Regions from separate parts of the Sus scrofa genome. Here regions 1 and 2 are each linked to region 3. A link is a contact called in public HiChIP or PLAC-seq data. All regions are on one chromosome and are shown on one strand. Each heading gives the region's core, a stretch centred on a gene start, on an enhancer-like site or on the middle of the called end of the contact. The rest is flanking DNA. Distances are from core to core; before and after follow the strand shown. Region 1 overlaps EPB41 (protein 4.1). Region 2 holds the start of EPB41 (protein 4.1). Region 3 overlaps EPB41 (protein 4.1).

The links. HiChIP or PLAC-seq counts read pairs in DNA pulled down with a chosen protein or histone mark.
Region 1: a contact with region 3 is called in an H3K27ac HiChIP or PLAC-seq map of alveolar macrophages. The contact joins two enhancer-like sites. A contact is called at or near these places in 1 of 47 Hi-C or Micro-C datasets (embryonic fibroblasts) and 2 of 2 datasets of contacts at active chromatin or transcription factors (alveolar macrophages and skeletal muscle).
Region 2: an H3K27ac HiChIP or PLAC-seq map of alveolar macrophages shows a contact between it and region 3. The contact joins the promoter of EPB41 here to the enhancer-like site in region 3. A contact is called at or near these places in 4 of 5 promoter capture datasets (fetal liver, fetal skeletal muscle, liver and 1 more), 32 of 47 Hi-C or Micro-C datasets (adipose tissue, alveolar macrophages, blood and 16 more) and 2 of 2 datasets of contacts at active chromatin or transcription factors (alveolar macrophages and skeletal muscle).

The regions. Positions count from the first base shown.
Region 1 is chr6:85,857,855-85,861,409 of Sscrofa11.1, forward strand. The region is part of intron 1 of EPB41 (protein 4.1); the gene reads left to right. Among named protein-coding and RNA genes, the nearest start is that of EPB41, 17 kb to the left of the region's middle. Within about 2 kb of position 1,742, at least 4 of the 83 cell types and tissues checked have an H3K27ac peak or open chromatin away from gene starts, as enhancers often do. A contact at or near this core is called in alveolar macrophages, where this site is marked.
Region 2 is chr6:85,841,036-85,844,363 of Sscrofa11.1, forward strand. EPB41 (protein 4.1) reads left to right here and starts at 1,503. Exons shown (of 17, transcript XM_021095721.1): 1 at 1,503-1,667. It overlaps LOC106510640 (a long non-coding RNA gene), which reads right to left and starts at 820. Exons shown (of 3, transcript XR_001309282.2): 1 at 1-820.
Region 3 is chr6:85,955,158-85,958,453 of Sscrofa11.1, forward strand. The region is part of intron 8 of EPB41 (protein 4.1); the gene reads left to right. Among named protein-coding and RNA genes, the nearest start is that of TMEM200B, 77 kb to the right of the region's middle. Within about 2 kb of position 1,329, at least 1 of the 83 cell types and tissues checked has an H3K27ac peak or open chromatin away from gene starts, as enhancers often do. A contact at or near this core is called in alveolar macrophages, where this site is marked.

The DNA of each region.
Region 1 (3,555 bases), core at 492-2,991, 97 kb before region 3:
AAATAGTATTACTCTATAGGTATGTTGTGAGAACTAAAAAGGAAAATGTCAAGGATCTAGACACAGGGAGTGCTCTATACACGGGTATTATCACAGTGACCATCACAGAAATGCAGGCAATCTGTGAACCATAAGGACAGTACTAGCAATAAAGCCAGGCAGATGTAGGTTTTTGCTTTGTTTTGTTTTGCTTTTTGTCTTTTTGCCTTTTCTTGCGCTGCTCCTGCGGTATTGGAGGTTCCCAGGCTAGGGGTCTAATCGGAGCTGTAGCCGCCCGCCTACGCCAGAGCTACAGCAACGTGGGATTTGAGCCGTGTTTGCGGCCCACACCACAGCTCACGGCAACACCGGATCCTCAACCCACTGAGCAAGGCTAGGGAACGAACCCGCAACCTCGTGGTTCCCAGTCGGATGTGTTAACCACTGCACCATGACGGGAACTCCCCAGGCAGATGTAGGTTTGAATCCTAACTCTTTGACATTTACTAGCCAGGTGATCTTGGGCAAGTTTTTCACTTTTCTGAGACTCTACTTCCTCATCTGTAAAATGGGAATCATAGTTATACCTTTCTCAAGGGGCTGTTGAACAGGTTCAATGACATGTTGCATAAAAAGTACTGCAACGTGTCATCCCCATTTTATAGATAAGGAAGGGAGGAGTAGTGACTTGCCTAAATTCATACAGCATCTCCATGGTGGAACTTTGATTTGAACCCAGGTCTGCCTACCTCAAAAGCCCACAATTGTTTTACCTCTTTTTGCCATCACCTGAATATGGGATGATGATGGGGATGATCGTTCTTGGTGCTGCTGGCATCATCTCATTCATTCTGTGACCCCCAGTACCCACACACAGGAGGTGCTCAATACATGTGTGTTGGATAAAGGGGGGACCAGGGTATCTTCAGTTCCAGGGAGATTTGCATCCTTGGGATTCAGGATTTTTTTCTTCTTAGTTGGCAGCAGAGTAAAAATAAAAATAAACAATCATACGCAGTGCAGATGTCGGTTTGTAATCTGAAGAACTCTTTGGCTGATCCTTTTTGCCACCCCGTGTGACATCCTGGGTAGCCACCTCCCTTTGACTGGTTTGGAAATGCAAGCCCAGAGAGGGAGTACCGGATGAATATTTGTGTCCCGCCCCCAATTCACATTGAAGCCTTAATCCCAATGTTTCAGTGTTTGGAGATGGGGCCTTTGGGAGGTGATGAGGGTGAGATGAGGTCATGACAGATGGGCCTCATGATGGGATTAGTGTTAATGAGAGAGACGCCTGAGAGCTCCCCCTCTCTACGCCGTATGAGGACACGAGAAGAAGTGGCTGCCTACAAGCGAGGAAGAGAGCTCTCACCCGAATCTGACCAGGGTGGCACCCTGATCTTGGACTTCCAGCCTGTAGAACTGTAAGCAAATGAGTCTCTATTGCTTAAGCCACCCACTGTATGGTATTTTTTGGATGCAGCCCAAGCTGACTAAGGGAGAGGGTAAGTGACTTGCCCAGAGTCACACAGTGAACTTATTGCAGAGTTAAGGCTGGAACACATTCATAGTCATTTTTCGCTTTTTTCCCCATGGAAACACTCCCAGGCACTGGAAGGCTTAGAAATGGAGACCAGCTGAATGCTAGACAGACAGTTCAGGAACTGTCCTGCCGCCGCAGCTTTGGAAGGTCTTGGGGCATGTCAAACCTGGCCGTTTCTGGGTATCCAGTCTCCTCCTCCTTCCCCATAGCTCCTCCTCTGCCCTCTCTTAGGGGAGAGTTGGGCAGGCTGACGCTAGCAGGTTTAGAAGGGGCTCAGCTCGCTGGTGGCACTGAGCCTGTCTCCATCTTCTTGGGAAACCCTTTGGGACTAGGGGGGTTCCCTGCCCGAGGGGAGGGAGCTTTAAGCTTGAGTGAGCTGGAGGCTTTGCTGGATCGGGGCCATCAGGCTTACTCCAGCTAGTGCGTGAAGGGGGTTGGGGAGGGTCATGGGAGGTCAGATCTTCGGGTTCCTCCTTGAATGTCTCAGGGCTCCAATCAGAAGCCACGAAACCTTTCCCTGGGGTCCTGGGACAGATGTTGATATTGCTCCTTTATATCATTTCTGAAGTGCTTTCCTGCGAGTGACATGAAAGCGCATGGAACAGAGGGCAGTGGCATCAGACAGACTTGGTTTAAGTTGGGGCAAATCACCTAATATTTCTAGGCTGTAGTTTCTTCAGTTGTAATTGAGGCTAATAATACTTTGCAGGGTTGCTCTGAGGCTAAATGCATTAATGCATATAAAGTACTCAGTACGTGCCTGGCACATAGAAAATACCTAATAATTGCGGTGGTCATTATTTTTAATAATAACTTATCTCTAAGTTTCCTTCTGGCTCAGACAGTCCTAGATTTTTTGGCTGTACAGTTTAGCTTGGTGTCCAACTTTGGAAGAGAAACACAGCTGGACGAAGAAGAAGGCAGTGAACAGAATCTGTGGTAGGGGTCAGAGAACTTAGGGTCAAGCTTGGGCTCTGCCACCCCTGTGCTGTGTGACTTCGGGTAAGTCTCTTCCAGTTTCTGGACCCATTTCTCAATATGTTTAAGTGCAGTTTTGGCTTGATGATCTCTAAGGGCCTATCCTGTTCTAACATTTTGTGAATCTAGAGGCCTAAAGATATATCTTAGTAACCATGCACTGGGTCCTCTTTTACAATTTCAACCTCCTTCCCTTCTGCCCTTTGTTTCTTGGAGTGTCTTCATAGCAGAATGGACATAATTTGCCAGCTCCAATGTATGTATTTTAATCATGTTTAGTGTTTTGCTTTTTTTTTTTTTTTTTTTTTTTTGCTTTTACTGTGCACAGACAACTCTTTAAAACAGAGCTTAATGCAATTTTTATAAGCAAAGTGCATTCTATCAAAGAGGTCAGAACATGCTCTGTGTTTTCAAATGTGAAAGAGTATTCATTCAAGGTGTTGTCTTTTATTGCATCAGCTGATTTCTTTTGCTTTTATCTCAAAAACAACCAGCACAGGTGGCCTCGTATGCTGTGATTTTTAAAAAATATGCTTCAGTCAATGCATTTTTTTGGTCTTTTTTGTCTTTTTGTCTTTTCTAGGGCTGCTCCCTCGGCATATGGAGGTTCCCAGGCTAGGGGTCTAATCGGAGCTGTAACCACTGGCCTACGCCAGAGCCACAGCAACTCGGGATCCAAGCCGCGTCTGCAACCCACACCACAGCTCACGACAATGCCGGGTCCTCAACCCACTGAGCAAGGCCAGGGATGGAACCCGCAATCTCATGGTTCCTAGTTGGATTCAATAACCACTGAGCCACGACAGGACCTCCTGCAGTCAATGCATTTTAAAAAAAATGTGTCTGATTTAGGTAAAAGAATATTTGTCAAGTATCATATAAGAGAGAAAAATGTGGGAGTTCCCATTGTGGCACAGCGGAAACGAATTTGTCGAGTATCCATGAGGACGTGAGTTCTATCCCTGGCCTCACTCAATGGGTCGGGGATCTGGTGTTGCTGTGAGCTGTGGTGTAGACCAGCAGCTGTAGCTCTGATTTTCATATGCTAGGGGTGT
Region 2 (3,328 bases), core at 253-2,752, 110 kb before region 3:
CCATCTTTGTTGGAATGCCACCCCCAGATCTAGGGACCGAGTCAGCTCCTCCTCTGCTAGATTGTGAGCCTCTTGAAGGCAGAGATCAGGGCCCTGAAACTGTCAACAAGACTCAGAGGAGGCTTCAGTGAATTTGGGGGGCAAAACATGAATTTATGACCTTGATATAACATTAACATCAATAATCATAATAAATGCTAACACTTTTTGGATGCTCACCCTGAGACTGGCACTGTTCTTAGTATTTTACCTGGATTATTTCATTTAATGACAGGCAGCTTGTAAGTGCCAATGCTGGGGACTGAGACCCAGGCAGTCTGATTTCAGAGCCCATCTAATTGGAAGACCACTGAAGTCATAGGAAGTCATTTGTCCTTAGTAGGCTTCAGTTTGCCCCATCTGTCCCCAAAGGGATTAGCTCTCCATGGCTCTCCAACCTGAAAAATTCTATGATTCTATGATTCTGTGATTCCTCAAAGTGGAAAGGGGATTAGGTATGTTCTCTGTGGGTAGAACTCTTAAAGGGCAGATTTGGCCATAAACTTTGAATGAGCTTTTGAAGTTTCAGGACGTTTTTAAAATGAAGGAGGCCTGCCTGGAAGATGGTGAGCTTCCTGTCATTGGAGGTATGTGAGCACAGGTCTGGAATAAGGTAGAGAGGGGAGGGGACATGGACCAGTAACCACACAAGCCCCTTTTAGCACTGATCAGATGGGATCAGGAGGGGGAAAATCTTTGAGAAGAGTGGCAAGGAGTTGCCCTCATGGCTCAGGGGTAAAGAATCTGCCTAGTAACCATGAGGATGCAGGTTCTGTCCCTGAACTCCTTCAGTGGGTTAAAGATCCACTGAGCTGAGCTGTAGCATAGGTCCCAGACGCAGCTGAGATCTGGCATTGCTGTTGGTAGGCCAGGAGCTACAGCTCCGACTGGACCCCTAGCTGGGAACCTCCATACGCTGCGTGTGAGGCCCTGAAAAAAAAAAAAAAAAAAAAAAAAAGAGTGGCAAGATGGGAATAAGGGGAATGAAAGCCCACATTTACTGAATGCCACCCACTGTGTGCCAGACCTGTGTTTGGCATTTAACATATACTGCTAATTCTCAGGAAGACATTCTAAGATTCATAGTTGAGGAAAGATTCAGAGACGTGACTCACTCAAGGTCACACAGGTGGGACAGGTCATCCAGGTGTCCTCGCCAGGGTTGCTTCCCTAGGTCCCCTATGACCAAATCCCTGTCTCCCTTCCAGCCCTTAGGGGTAGCACCACGTGGAAAATTGCATCATACTTTAGGCGTATGACGTCAGAATCCACACCAGCCAATCTAGGAACTCCCTCCCCAACCCTCCCCAGACCCAACGGGTGAGCCCTCGACCGCCCACAGCTGGCCGTACCATCAGGCCGCACCTGCAGGCCCCGCCCCTTCCCGGTTGCGACATTCACTCTGTCCTGCCCCGTTCGCCCCGCCGCCCCACCGAATGGCAGTTGTCTGCGCCTATCAGAAGGCGCCCCGGGTCGGGGGCGGGGCTTCAAGCCAGAGTTGCCCTGTCAGTGCAGGTGGAGGCCCCCGGCGGGGCAAAGTGGCAGGAACCTCTTAAAGGGCGAGAGCGGCGGAGGGCGAGAACGCGGTCCGGCCCGGCCCGGCCAGGTCTCCGCCCGGTCCGGCCCAGGTGAGCCTGGACCGCCTGGGGGGCGACCCCGGGCCCCCGGGAGGGACGGGGTGACAAACAGATGGACCTGTGCCCAAGGGCCCAGGCCGTCCCACGGGAGGGGACATATCTGGTTCTAAGGGTCGGGGTCGGGGGCTCTAGGAGTCCCGAGTTCCAAGTTCCGAACTGGAGGTCCATAGGGGCCTGGGCGTCTCGAAGTTCAGGGTGCAGGGAGGGCAGGGGCGACAGGAAGGGGGTCCTAGAGCTCGCGTCCGAAGCTGGACGCTTGGCGTTGGCGGTCCCAGCGGGTCCCGGGTCTGTCTGCGGCGGGGGTCCTGGGTTGGGTGCCAGCCGGCGGGTCTCTGCGGAGTGCTGCAGCACAAGCGCTCCCCCCACAACCCCGCCCTGTCAGGCCCCGCGTGCTCCTGCCGGGCAGGCTGCAGCGCCCGCGGAGCAGGCGGGCGGGCTGGCGGCGCACAGCGGGAAGGGGCACCCGGCTCCGGGGCCCCTGGATTGCTCTGGCTCTTACGTAACTGACTTTGAGTTTCCGGACTCAGGGACCCGAGAGCTGGGGCGCCGGCTCTGCCCGCCAGGGTGGCTCTCCGGTCGCCGCCCCGGCCGCACATGCTCTCTTCCAGGCGTGGTCTAGGGGACTTCTCTCTCTGCGTCTCTGATCTGCCGGACTCTGTCGGGCTCTGGTTCCGGCTTCTGATTCTCATCCCCCGGGTCCTTGTGACTCATCTCCTCTCTGCATGACCCAGTCTTTCCCTGCCCCTGTCCTCTGGCTTTCTCGAAGAGTTTTCTGCCCTCACCTACACTTTCCAGCACACCCCACCTCTCTGGGGTAGCATAGGACTTCTCCAGCAAACTGGAGGCGGGAATTTGTCCAGACCGACCTCAGCCCAGCCCCGGAAGGACTGGGGGTGGGGGGGACTATCACGAAGGGTTGGAGGAGGTTACTCCCAGTGCGCAGCTTCTCCTGGTTGAATGTGACCCCTCAAGTTCCCGGATTAGGGAGGAAGGCAGCCCCTTCTCTGCTTCTGGAGCCCTTTTCTCCAGGAGGAGGCTTGGGGAGAGCCTTACCTAGGCTGGGACTTGGGAGTCCCTGTCTGGTGTCAGGGGCAGGGCAGCGGCTCAGATACTGAAGGGAAGAGAGGGGGGCCAGGAGAGAGGCCATAGCTCTGGCGCAGAGTCCCTGAAGTTGTGGCATGTCCCCAACCTTCATCCCAGTTACAGGCCTGGGGACCAGTCTTGACTGGAGGCTGGAGATGGGGAGGGTATCAACAGGAGGAGACCAGAGGACTTTTGCATGGGGGGAGGGGGAGGCTGGAGATAGACTCTCAGGTCTAAGGAGCACATACTGGAGTCACTTCCTGCCTTTCGGGCCCTTCGGAGTGTCAGAGAGACAGACACCCCTGAAATAACTCCTGTACCCTTCTGCTGTCAGGTGCATGTAAACAAAATGTTGTAGCAGCCAGGAGGTGGGAACTGTTAATTCTGACTAGGACTGTGGGAGGAGGGACTTTGCAGAGGGGCTGGAAGGTTTGGGAAGAAGGGGATCCAGAAGCTGTAGGGAGCAGAGAGGAGGAATAGAGGGGACCTCTGGTACTCTGTAGGCTTGGCATGCAGCAGAACTGGGTTTGAATCCTGGCCCTGCTACTTCCTTGCTGTGTGAGCTTGCA
Region 3 (3,296 bases), core at 79-2,578:
GAGCTCCCCCCAGATTTACTGAACTACTTTGGAGGAAAGGCCAAATCTCTAGATATAATGAATATCCCAAATGATTCTCCTTCATGCTTAAATCTGAGAATCATTGACTTAAGGGAGTGGTTCTCAAAGTGTGGTCTCCGAACCGAACCCGTATCATCTAGAAACCGCACATCTCAGGTCCCATCCCAGACTTACTGAATCAGAAACTCTGTGCGTGGGAGCCCAGCGATCTGTTTTAATGAGCTCTCCAGGTGATTCTAACTGCACATGGACGGAACCAAAGTGGCTTATTGGACAATAGGAAACCTGAGCATTCATCCTAGTTCTACCTGAAACAACTTAAGAATGAATACTTAGGGATGTCGCTTGACTTCTCTCTTCTTCAGCTACCGAAATGACTGAGGAGTTTGAGGAGTTTTTAAGGAAAGGGCTGAAGGGGTTATCCGAGTTCGTTTAGAGACATTTAACTAGGATGCACAAGAAGATGAATCAAAATCATATCTGATGAGGAACAGGCAAAGGAATAGGGATACTTAACCCACAGAAGGGAGAGTTTAAAGAAGACATAGCATCAGTCTTCATGGATTTAAAAGACTGATGTGTGAAGTAGATATTTCACTACAGCTCTAAGATATAAAACTAGAGCCAGTAAAATGGAAACTTCAGGGGAATACTATTTAGCAAGGTTGGACTAACAGAGCAATGCAAGGATGGGCTGGGCTGCTTCAGCAGGTACTGAGTTCTCTCTCACTGGAGATATTCCAAGTTAGGCAGAATAATCACTTACTGGGAATCTAGAAAAGGACATTCAAACATTTGGTGAGTGATTCAATGGAAATGACCTTTCAGGCTTCTCCCAACCTGAATATCTGATATCTGAAGTTTCTTCCTTGTTCAGATCCTATTAACACTAATACAATTTCGTTGCATGTTAGTGAGTTTTCTTAAGATATTGCTCTGGATTGTTTTGGGCTGGGTACAGTAACTTCTGTGATTCTCTAAAGTAGATGGCAGGAAGATCAGATCAGATCTATTTCCAGAACTGAAATTGTTAGGTTTTACTTCTCACTTTCTGCTGGAGGCTGGTGTCAATTCAGTAGTCATCAGGAATGCATGAGAAGTCAGCATATTCCTCCCCTAAATGTTGTAAAACAAATTGTTTCTCCAAAACATATAGTTAAGAAAGAAATGTATTTGTAGCCACAGACATTAAGAACTTAAGTGGAGGAGTTCCTGCTGTGGCGCAACAAGATCAGCAGCGTGTCTGTAACGCTGGGATACAAGCCCAGTCCCTGGCCCGGCACAGTGGGTTAAGGATCCCGTATTGCCACAGTCGTGGCATAGATTGCAACTGCGTCTCTGATTTGATCCCTGGCCCCGGAACTCTATATGCCACAGGATGGCCAAAAAAGAAAAAAAACGAAAACAAAAACTTAATCGGACATCTTCTGAGAAATTGTTATGTAGTCATAGAATTGAAGCTAAATATAGTTTCTTCTTTTTATTGTGCTTGTACATGACACTTGTAGGCACTAATAAGTTTCTCTATATTTATTTTGGGAAAAGGAGTAGTCTAGAAACATATAACTCTGGTGTCGATTACTTATCTAAAGAGTCATCTGTAGAGATTAACTCAGGTGAAGTTTATTTACAGTTGTGGATGACTAATGTATATTTAATTTAAAAATCTTTTCTTCAATGAAGAGGCATGTAAATATGGCTTTATTGTATCTTACTGTTCCTTTTTGGCCTGAAGATAATATTTATGACTTACTAAATATCAGTAATTATAAAAATCTGAGTTCTCTCATACTGAATTTATAAGGAATAGAGTCAGCTCTTATACTTTGATTTTTGGAGGGAAGACCATTTTATCATAGAAAAACAAGAATTTTAGTTGTGCATGTATATTTGGTAGCCCTAAGCCCTGGCCTCCAGGAAGTCCTGGGGTTCGACGTAAACATGTGTGTATAGGACATGCAGCTACCATAGTAATTATTTGCTGATTATGATATTGAAAGGTTTTTCAGAGCTATGAGACCAAAATGAGACCGTGAATGCTTACGCTAGGATTTTCATATACAGACAGACATGGTAAAAGTAAATTAGTGTCTCTTTTTGAAGTATTAAGGAAAGTCTTTTTGGAGGCTGCAGAGGCTCAGCTTCATGAGAGGAGTGTTGGGAAGATAGATGAGGTGCAAACTCAGTGACATTTCACAGTGGCTTTGAGGGGTGGCTAAATTACTCCTTATAGCAGTTGATTCCTTCAGTGGGTAAGATGTGTGCAGGTCCATGTTTCTTGGACAAAAGCAAAGCAGATGTTCCCTCAGCCACTAATAATGAATGAAATAATTGATAGTAATCGTGGAAGGTTTAAGCCTAGTGTATGTTGTTACTACAGTATCTTGAAATTTCCTAATTTATCAACCTACGTGAATCAAGATTTTCATAAATCCATAGCAAAGAATTTACTGATTTTGCCTTCATAAATTATGATAAATAATGTGGGCAGACAGCAAACTCAGTCAAAATGCTTATTGGGCATGTTGTCAATAACAGTATTTGGGGTGATACAGAACTGATTTAGATATAGTTTCCTCAAGGACTGAATTTTAAGTTTTCTAGTTGTTTTACTGATTATAAAGGTGAAGCATATATATTAATAATATATTTACATGTATATATGTATACATTAGCCACACATAATTATATGTGCCTAGAAAACAGGATAATCCTGAAAATGATCAAATTATTACTGGTTACTATTGGATAGTATAGAAAATGAAAATGAAAAATTGCTCACAATTGTACCCCCTAAAGAATGCCATTATTAACATTTTGGTGTGTTAATCTTTCTTCCATGCATATTTTTTATATTATTGGGATCAAATTATATATGCAGTTTTATCCTGCTTTATTTCACTTAACATCACAATATAATTATTTTACCATTTATCACACAAATTCTATGTAACTACTTGAATGGCCGCATTAGATTTCACTATTTGGAAGGACAATAATTTAACTCTAATGCTTGGATACTTGGCTTATATCCAGATTTTCACTTAAAAATTCTGAACACTATCATGTATAAAGCTTTTTCTGTGATTTGAATTGTTTCCTTGGAATAGATTATAGAAATAGAATTACTGAGTCTGATTTGGACATTTTAAAGATAGTTGTGGTAGGTAAAAACATTGATTTTTAAATTTTTTTATATTTATCTATTTGTTTGTTTTTATCTTTTTAGGGCCGCACCTGAGGTACATGGAGGTTCCCAGGCTAGGGGTCTGATT